Regions from separate parts of the Anas platyrhynchos genome. Here region 1 is linked to region 2. A link is a contact called in public Hi-C data. All regions are on one chromosome and are shown on one strand. Each heading gives the region's core, a stretch centred on a gene start, on an enhancer-like site or on the middle of the called end of the contact. The rest is flanking DNA. Distances are from core to core; before and after follow the strand shown.

Region 1 (5,053 bases), core at 779-3,278, 270 kb before region 2:
AGAAGTTCTTGCATTCCTAGCATTCTTGGGACTTTACTTCTAAATTTAGTATATTAAAGTAGATCTACATAATACCCAGGAGAAAAATACTATTTTTTTAATATATATTTCAGAAAGCAAAGCATGAGTCACTGATGTTTGAGGATGAATGTATGTATTTTTTTTGCTTGATAACACTTTAGAAAGCACTTTCTTTCCTTTCAGTTGTCAGATTGAAATTACAAGTAGCATTGACACTTTGGAGTAGAGGAATGATCCATACAGTTGTGGATTCTCCCTCCTTGGAGGTCCTCAAAGGCCACCATGGCACAGTCCTGGGCAAGCTGCTCTGGGTTTTCTGTGATGCTGATCATTTCACAGCAGAGAGGACTGCAAAGTTGTGTTCCTTCAGATGTTTGCCGACTGAGGATCCAAGTTAGATGTAAGCAGTGATAGAAGAACCGTGTATTAAGACAGCTGAAGCGTAATTCTCAAACTCATGCTTGGCTTTTTTGCTGTGCTTCCATGCTGGATACAGAGAGATGCGCTATGTTGATCACCAGAGTGTGGAGTTGCAGGAAGGTGGAAGTTATGCTTTATACACAGCATGGTTTCTTTGATCTAAAGCGGAGTTCTCTCTCAGAAAAACAAACCAAATACTATCTAAATTACTTTCTGGGATTCAGGTGGAAAATCCGACTGAGGTGTCCTTTTTAACAGAGCATCAGCTTAGTAAAGCGGGAATTAAAAATGCGCCTTTTGAGATCTACATGCAGGCGTTTTCAGTGCTAGCACCCATGTTGGTTCCTTGATCCTGCTCTAATGAGCACCAGGAAGGGGCTGTCCACGGCTAGAGGTGAGGGCTGAGGAGGGCAGCACGTAGCCCTCTACCTTTCTGAATCAGTGCTGTGCTGCGCACCAGCCAGCACAAAGGAGACAACCCTGTTCATTTTGCCATGAACGGGTTAAAATGTGGCAGTTGAAAGCATGAAATAAGGTTGGTTTTGGGGACTAGTTGCTGTGGGGGAAAGGTGGGCAGCAGGAGGTGGCTGGGGATGGCAATCCCTCTGCAGCCAAGCTGGCTTAAGACATTGTGCTGTCAAATGATTGTGCTGGCATTTGGAAATCCAAGGCTGTCAGAGTCAGTGATCCCTCTTGTTTTGATAGTGGTAGAGTCAAAGCCGTGGTTATTTTAGATTGCCCTTTAAATAAACCTTCCCTGCATCCTTTCTTCAGCCTACCAGGGAGCTAAATAAAAAATGCATTAGGCTGCAGGTCATTAGCATCCAACTGTGAACAGATTGACTGGCACACTGCTGTGATTGCCTCTGTTGTACGCTGTGTCTCTGCCTCTATGAAGACAGAAAATAAGAACTGGGAATAAGAAGATGAAGTGCGGGTTAAAAGAAAAGCAGACAAGCAAAACTCTCAAGACCCTTCCGCCTTAATGAAAAGTGAAAAATAACTTCTTAACATAGCTTGACTCGTGTGAGGAGAACAATCAGTTTTGTTTGCTTTTAGTGTATTTACTCCTTGAACACTGACAGACTTTCAATCCTTAAATTGCAGTGGCTTTTTAGAAAGTAGCTGTGTGCGTTTTAACTGTGTATGTGGTATCTCTGTTAGATTAATAATACTAATATTTTTTAAAAAAGTTGTAGTTGACAAAATCCATATCTGCACTTGTGATTTATTGAGCAGTAGATTAGCAGTCCCTAAATTACAAGAGCAGAACCTGGGGGAAGAGCAGGCAGCGTACTAAAGGACAGAGATATTTTCCTCCTGCCTTTCAACTTTGGCTGCACAAGCTCCATCACAGCATGTCAGTCTCTTTGTTGTGTTGCTGCCCCAGAGGGAAGAAGGTAGAGAGTTCATGTGTGGGTAATGAATAGGAACCCTAAAAATCTTGCAAAATCCAAAGCTTGGCGAGCAGTCTGTTTACTGCGTCCCTTCCAAAGTGGTAACTGAAAACTTCCGCACTGTCTTGCACAGAAGGAGCATGTAACCTCATCCCACGACATTAGGTGGCAGTCTTAAAGCACTGAAGACTTGATCTGAATTGGATAGCCTGTGCACTTAAAATTATATGGAAATCTGCCACGGCCAGTGGAGAACAGCTTGTATCTCTCGTGGTCTAAGCGTAGAGGTGCAATTAATGCTTTTTCACCTAAGGAAAGAGACTTATACAGGATCCTGCAGCAATTTGAGAGTACAGCTTAGAACAAGAAACTGCACAAATGAAAAATATGCCTGTATTTTCAACAGTAGAAAATACTTGGTTGTGCTGGTTGCTTTTTATTTTTAGCGGTACAGCGCAACAGGTTAAATACATCTGCAGCAGTTTATTACTCAGAAAAAGAACCTGTGTGGTGATGAAATGTCTCGTTTAGCTGTGTCAAACACCGATTTTAGCTCTGTTTTGTTCTGCAACTGTAAGAATAATTTGACTTCCAGAACCTTGTCTTTGCTCCAGCTTCTCCCATCTTTCTGAAAAGTTTAATTTGGGCTATCCAGAAGCAGAAGGGGAAACATTTCTGTTCCAGCAAAAAGTTAAAGCATCTGAACTTGCCAGTCTGTTCTAGTTTTGTCAGTGGAGAATGGTGCTGGCAGCTCCGCATTTTATTGCATACTTCAAATACTTATTTTTAGTAGTTGTGTCCTGTTTTCATTCCTAGTTACAGCTGAATTAAAAAGAGTTTCTACTGTAACCCCTTCCGTGAAGCTTTTCTTGACTTTGCAATCTGATTGCTCACCAGCCTTCAAGTTATTTGCCTAATTTGCCACATTGTTAAAGCTCACTCTTCTTTCTTCTGGAGAAAACATCTGCTGGTGACTAGTCTACCCTTAAGAAAATGACAAAAATCTCTCCAATTTTCAAGATTTTGACTATAAGACCATCAGAGGGTTGGCATTTGCTGAGCCACCTGAGTTACAACTTCAGTGTCTTGGACTCGAATGTCTAGTGTCATTTCAGATGCATAGGGTTATCTGACTTTTATCCTACTTGCCAGCCTTTTAGGGATACTTTTTATGTGAAGGTATCTGCAGTGCTAATAAATATCTGTGGCTAATAAGTCCCACCATCAATTTGCAGTGAAAAAGTTTTGGACGTTTGAGGATCTTTAATATCATATATTCCAAGAGAATAGTTGTTTTAAACCACCAGTATTCTCCACTGTGTAGGTCGTGCTGTGCAGCAAGGTGGCTGTGAAGGCTGTGAAAGGGATTTTCACTGTAGACTTACTCTTGTCAACTGTCCCCATCCGGAGGGCCACTGGAAAGATACTGCAGCACCTGTTGGTGCTTAGGAGCTGGGGCCTGACACTGTGTTTACTGATAGTTGTACTAGTGATCACCTACTGTCAGCACACTCATGCAGGGACCCTATTCTTCTGCATCCTCAGTAGCAATAAAATGTAAATATCCAATAAAGGTTAATTCTTTGGTAGAAAACATGTTTTCCTTGAGGCCTTACCAGCATTGTAATAGGGTATTCCAGGATGACATTCCTCCATGCCTCTTTGCCTGTCTGTAAGGAAATGTAGTAGTCACGTTTCTAGGGTGAGGTCAGGGGCTCTATTCCTTAAAAATCATCTTAATTAAAAAAAAAAAAAAAGTATAATAGGAGTTGACTGTAACTTTAAACCAGGTGAGTTGTACTCAAATGGCATAGTTGAGCAGTTGTCCAAGTCCGTAAAGCACTTCATTTTTGTGAAGTTTCTGTTGTTTTTTTTTTTTTTGTGAAGTTTCTGTTGTTTTTTCCCCTCTTCTGGAGCCTTATTGAAAGTGTCCCTACTGCTTATTATAAGTAGAAGGTGTTGTACCTGCAAAACTGCCAGGTAGCAATGCATATGTTCATGCCCACTTGCTGTTGTGCTGCTGTGTAAGAATCCGTGCAAGGCTGCTCTTAACCAGACAGTGTTTTTTTGAAGTTACTTGTTCAGTTTGCCAGAGATCTGGTTCTGGGGCAGGCTTTGTCAATGGTATAAAGAGGAGCAATCAGTGAGTAGCTCTTTGCCTTGGAAGAAGCTTTGAGTTCCTTGTGGCACATCTGTGGGCCCCAGCATGTCTCCAACCAGTGAAGAGCAGCATCTGGAGACCCACGCCCTTTAGGATAGGTGCAGAATGTCAAACTAGTAATTAGGAGAGAAGCATTTTGTTGCTGTTGCTTTGGAGCATTCCTTAAGTGTTTGATACGTTCTCACTTCAGCATCAGTTCTGCAAGTTCTGGATAGTTAAAGACCAAAACTTGTTAAGATTATCCCTCCTAGCATGGTGCTGATCCTAGGAATAACTGTACCCTGAATCTCTTCTATACCTGTTGATTGACCCAGCAACTTTTCAATCTGTTAGCCAAGCTTCACAGTAGTGAAGTGTGAGTACTGCTCTGCCAGTAGGACCTGTGCCTGTTGGTGAGATGTCAGTGTTTTGGTATTTACTGCAATATGAAGCTGCTAATCTTAGACAAATGTAGCAACCACAATAGTTACACAATTGAGCAAGGGTGGGTTTGAAACGTTGGTTGTGGTATACTTTGCATATCAAAGAATCACCCAGGTTGGAAGAGACCTCCAAGATCACCTGGCCCAACCTCTGACCTAACAGTAACAAATCTTCCACTAGACCGTATCCCTAAGCTCTACATCTAAACGTCTTTTCAAGACATCCAGGGATGGTGACTCAACCACTTCCCTGGGCAGCCCATTCTAATGCCTAGCAACCCTTTCAGAAAAGAAGTTCTTCCTACTATCCAACCTAAACCTCCCCTGGCGCAACTTCAGTCCATTGTGTCCCGTCCCCCCTGAAAAAAATGAAGCACTCACACAACCCCTGAGAATCGGAAAGAGCTGTTTATTGCTGGGTCTGTGGTGTTCTGTGGCTCCAAGCTAATGCTTGCGATGGAGCCTGAGCAACAAGTAGGGGGCTTGCCTGCGATGGTGGCCAAAATGCAGGACCGAGCAAATTGCAGCCTCATCTACCTTGTTCCACACATTCCACATGATGTTTTCCAGCTCAGGCTCTAGCCTCTCATCAGTGTAACATAGAATCATTAAGGTTGGAAAAGCCCTTCAAG
Region 2 (5,458 bases), core at 258-2,757:
ATGTTTCCCCTAGTGTTAGTTTTCAGCCACATCAGTGAGCTGACCCATCAGACACATTCAAGACCAACAATATGCACTGTAATACTTCTGCAAAATAAAGGTTTACAGATGTTATCAGTGTGAGGTAAAGGTAAACTTTATAAAAAATAGTCTCAATTACAGTGGTGTGAGTGAACAACAGCTATTAAAATTCTGTAGAAATCCATGAAAATGCATCTAGTCTAGAGGCACTGCACAGAACATTAAAAAAAAAAGTGTTCCAGTGAAGTGTTCCATCTGCCTATCTGATTGTAATGAGATTATGTGATAATGATAATGTGATTTTTTTTTTGGTAAAACAAAGACGAAACATCTGCAATTAAGACTACTGCAAACATACACTAGACTTAAAAAGATTTTCAACTCCATGAATACATTCAAGTTGTAGGTTTCATTTCAAAATGGCTATAAAATCCTCAGAGGTAGCCTAGGGTCACCTTAGCCCATGTCTTTCCCACATATGCCTAGCAGGTATGGTAACAGGAAAGGAGAGAGATCTTTTCTAAACATGTCTCCATACAAGTTTAACCACTGCCCCCACCTATAGATGAGCAAAATTTCAAACAAAAAGAATTTACTCAAAGTGAAAGGTGAAGAACTACATTATCACTGTCTCCCAAAAATCTACTGTAAAAAATTTTTAAATCCTTAACGTAAATTTAAAGTCTAATATAAATCCCTTGGCTAGACCTACCGAAGAGGTAGTTCTCAGTAGCACATCCAGGCTTCTCACAACACAGAAACAATCAGCTCATTAAACACATGTCCCAAGAAACATGAATGAAGAAGTTTCAGAACTGTTCAGTTTGTTCACATTTTGTGGCAGGGAAACTTCTTTTCTTCAGGCTCACAGCTTTGGAAAGATTTCTGTCTAAACACAATCCCTAGACAGTACCAAAGACTGTCTGTTGGGAAAAACTGAGAGGTATCTGTTTATTGTTTAGATAAACAAATTTCAGAGCATTTATTTCTTCTGTTCCGAATACGTCCTGTGTTCAAATACCATCACCTTTATTATTTAGAAAAAAGCTAACGTGTGCATATACACATGGGCTCATGTTTAGCTGATCTGATATTCCTAGGGTGCCAATTCTCCATTTGGAGATATACTACTGGAGAAACATGAAGTTGCTAAACAGGCATTAAATAAATTTTCCATGATTACGTCCCCTGATGTTGCAGCATTCTGCCAACCAACACAGACAGTAAGGGCAGGAAGAGAGGCATGTTCAGGTTACAATACTTACAGATAGCCAGAGTATGATAAACTACATGTTTCAACACAGAAAAGCAGATTTGCCTCACAGGTCAAAAGTAATTTTTTAAAAGCAATTCAGCTAAATCAGCACAATCTGCTGCCTGTTTAAGGTGCAGTTGCTCTGAATCTCTCCTGGGACTACACAGGAAATCTAAGCTTAGCATTCAAACCACAGATTCATGAGCATTTCTTTGCCTATATGGCTCAATCAGTTGCACAGATCATGTGCTGCTCTCCTCCCCTTGCTCAAAGTGCATATTGTGCCAGTGAGTCTGCGGACCACATGGTGAACTGAAGATCACACACACAATCCTGCTAAAAATAACCTTTTGGGGCAAGGGTGGGGGAGGAAGCTACATTATTGTGGTCCCAGAGACAGTCGTACTGATACAACTGCCTTGCTGGAGGAAGGGTAGAACAAGTAATAGAAGACTGCTGAAGGAAACATTTCTGTAACATTACAAGGCACCAAAGAGAGATGCTCTGATGGTGTGTGACCCCTCTGCAGGTTTCCTATTAGGAGCTGTCATCCTTGATAGGCCAAAGAAAACTGGAGGCTCCCCTAGAGTGGGAAGCAGCTGCCCCACTCCCTTCCATTCTGAAGACAAAGGCAGCAGGCTTTTTCTTTTCCAGCACTGTATCCTTGTAAAAAAATCCATTGTATTGGATTTTTTTCCTCTCCAGATTTGAAATCTGTTAAATCAAAATTACAGCTTTTTACCAGACAAAATTGTGGCAGTGTTGACTGACAATAAAATGCAAAGTAGTCCTTTATCTAATACTATGCTATTTCATTCTCCTTTGCAAACCTCTCATGCTCACAAACATCTAGCTCAATCCTCAGACTTCTCAGATGAAGAGGGTCACTGGAATCAGTGTGGCAGTATGTTTAACTTTTGATAGGCTTTTAATGTGTTCTATTAACAACTGTGGGAAGAAGTCTATTATAATCACTCCCTATTAAAAAAAATAGCATGCACGGCATACTGTGATTTTTCCTGATATTGTGATTTCAGCTTCAGTAGTCTTTTTTTTTTTGTTTTGTTTTTAAGGTATTCCCTAAGCAGGAAGGCTATACCTGAGCTGCAGAAGGCAGAGAGCATATAACAGCTTAGCCTGCTTTAAAGCCAATGTTGTGGTTCCTAACTCCTCAACGCAACAAAAACAATATCATGTGTATATATATAGATATACTTCCTGGATTGGCAGGTCAGATCTACCTACAGGAGGGAACAAATTGCTGCAGCAGAAGGTAAGCACCAGAGCTGGCACTAGCGGAGGGAGGCAGGGACAGGACCTTCACTGAATGATAGGAAAAAATCACAGCCAGAAACCAAACACACTGTAAGAGGAATGTTACCGCTAAGGAGAGCTGTCTATCCTGGCACATCATTCCAACATCTCTCCCATAGGCAAGAGCACAGGGTTTCATGTCAGAGTAAGACATCATGCGTTTCTGCCAGAGCACTAAGAATCCCAATAGCCACTGTCACGTCTCCATCAGTGACAGCAATTTTATCCTGTTTTACCAACACTGATCCTTCCAAGATGACAACCTCAGTCAGAACTGGGATGCACCCATTTCAAATGAATGATGTGTTTTTAAAAGATCCCATTAATATCAACAACTACTCTCATGCAAAATTAGTAACTTAGTAGTATTTCCAGAAAGCACAAATATTTGCACTGTGTGACCTCAGTTTCTAGGGCCCAATAAGTAACTAACAATTCAGTGTATGTGTTTACATTAGACATTTTAGATACGTTAGGTAACAAGTGTAAACTCAAGGTCTGGATAAGCCCTGCTAAGATTGCTTGAAACTGGAATTACAAAATGGAGAATTTACCATCATCCTATCCAAAAATAAACACATACAGAGAAAGCGCTCAGCAAGAACTTGGGACTGATGCAAAACTCTAACTTTTCATTCCTAATTCACATTTTAAAGCCTCCCTGTGTAAAGGTAGTCCTATTTGATTCATATCTTCTCATCAGCTTGTATTATTTAAAACATGTGGGACATTTACACTGATGAAAAAATAGGTCAGGCTTAAAACAAAACACGCATAACTGTAATTATAAATTCCAAGTAAAGCAACTTAACACAAACATTCTGAACACACAAATATTCAGAACACACAAATAAAAGCTACTTGAGATCTTTAATTGCAAACTTCTTACTAAAAACAGAGCTGAAAGATAAGTTCGTTGAGCTCATTTGAAAATGAGCAAAATTGCAACTATTGATTCTTCGAACAACAGCAACCAATAAAACAGACCAGCATGTCTGAAATACTATTAGATAAGTATTTGTAAAATCTAGACCTTTTACTTTCAAAGTTTCTGCTTTTAACCACGTTTATTCTTCTTTTGACGCTGAATTTAAATTACAAAACTCAAACACATTTATTCATCTTTAATTTCCACATAACCACAATAATTACTACCAAAATATGCAAAGTCCAAATACGTGTAAGCCCAGTAGATACAGTCATGCAAACAGAATGTCCCAAGTATTATTTGATTGCTGCCACCTACTGTTGTTCCAAACATGTTGCAAGGAGCTAACCATTTTCCCCTTCTGCCTCGACCTGAACTATTTAGAAAGCTCAGAAAGCCAACAACTCTTGTCATACCACGTTATATAAAGAAGAGAAAGCAGAGGAAAATGAACATACTGCAAAATTTTTTTTTCTTTTGATTATTTTTGTTTGGCAATTCTACTGCAATTTCTAATAAAGACAGAACACACACAATTTCTGAATTGAAACCAACCAAAGCAAACCAGTGAATGGTAATTTCATCAGGTACCAGTATACCAAAGAGTCCTAACAATGCCCATTTCACAGCCTACCAATTCAAGATACATCAAAGCTTATGACTTACAGTAGGACTAGTATTACTTCTCTCTGCTATTTCTAAACATGCACCTGATATATCCATCTAGGCATGATGGTTGCAGAAGAAATTAATAAAGATTGAAAATGAAGATGAACAAAGGTGAATAAATGTAAAAGGATTGACCATAGCAAGTCACTTTCTTCACTTAAAAATTGATAAATGCTGGCCACCTAGTCCAACCTCTGACCTTACACTAACAAGTCCTCCACTAAACCATATCACTAAGCTCAACATGTAAATGCCTTTTCAAGACCTCCAGAGATGATGACTCAACCACTTCCCTGGGCAGCCCATTCCAATGCCTAACAACTCTTTTGGAAAAGAAGTTCTTCCTAATATCCAACCTAAACCTCCCCCAGCGCAACTTTAGCCTATCCCCCCTCATCCTGTTGCCAGGCACGTGGGAGAATAGACCAACCCCCACCTCACTACAGCCTCCTTTAAGGTACCTGTAAAGAGCGATAAGGTCGCCCCTGAGCCTCCTCTTCTCCAGGCTGAACAAGCCCAGCTCCCTCAGCCACTCCTCGTAAGATTTGTTCTCCAGGCCCCTCACCAGCTTTGTCACCCTTCTCTTGACTTGCTCAAGCATCCTGCTGTCCTTGTAGCAAGGGGCCCAAAACTGAACACAGTACTCAAGGTGCAGCCCCACCAGAGCCGAGTACAGGGGGACGATCAGCTCCTTAGCCCTGCTGGCCACACTGCTTCTGATACAAGCCAGGATGCTGTTGGCCTTCTTGGCCACCTGAGCACACTGCTGGCTTATATTCAGCCGACTATCCACCAATACTCCCAGGTCCTTCTCTGCCTGGCAGCTCTCCAACCACTCATCTCCCAGCCTGTAGCTCTGCTTGGGGTTATTGCACCCCAGGTGCAGGACCCAGCACTTGGCCTTGTTCAACTTCATATAGTTGGCCTCAGCCCATCAGTGCAGCCTATCCAGATCCTCCTGCAGAGCCTCAAGCAGACCCACACACTTGCCTAACTTGGTGTCATCTGCAAACTTACTGAGGGTGCACTCGATCCCCTCATCCATATCATTGATGAAGATATTAAAGAGGATTGGCCCCAGTACTGAGCCCTGGGGAACGCCACTAGTGACCAGCCTCCAGCTGGATTTGACTCCATTCACCATGACTCTTTGGGCCCGCCTATCCAGCCAGTTTCTAACCCAACAAAGTGTACACCAGTCCAAGCCATGAGCAGCCAGTTTCTTGAGGAGAATGTTGTGGGGAATGGTGTCAGAAGCCTTGCTGAAGTCA

The links. Hi-C and Micro-C count contacts between places; a contact is called where the count stands out from the background.
Region 1: a Hi-C map of skeletal muscle shows a contact between it and region 2, with 2.7 times the contacts expected there. The contact joins two enhancer-like sites. A contact is called at or near these places in 2 of 8 Hi-C or Micro-C datasets (skeletal muscle and subcutaneous adipose tissue).

Annotation. Positions count from the first base shown.
Region 1 is chr6:4,273,561-4,278,613 of IASCAAS_PekinDuck_T2T, reverse strand. All of the region lies in intron 4 of MINPP1 (multiple inositol-polyphosphate phosphatase 1), which reads left to right. Among named protein-coding and RNA genes, the nearest start is that of MINPP1, 7.7 kb to the left of the region's middle. Within about 2 kb of position 2,028, at least 1 of the 8 cell types and tissues checked has an H3K27ac peak or open chromatin away from gene starts, as enhancers often do.
Region 2 is chr6:4,003,915-4,009,372 of IASCAAS_PekinDuck_T2T, reverse strand. The region is part of intron 4 of RNLS (renalase, FAD dependent amine oxidase); the gene reads right to left. Among named protein-coding and RNA genes, the nearest start is that of RNLS, 9.8 kb to the right of the region's middle. Within about 2 kb of position 1,507, at least 2 of the 8 cell types and tissues checked have an H3K27ac peak or open chromatin away from gene starts, as enhancers often do.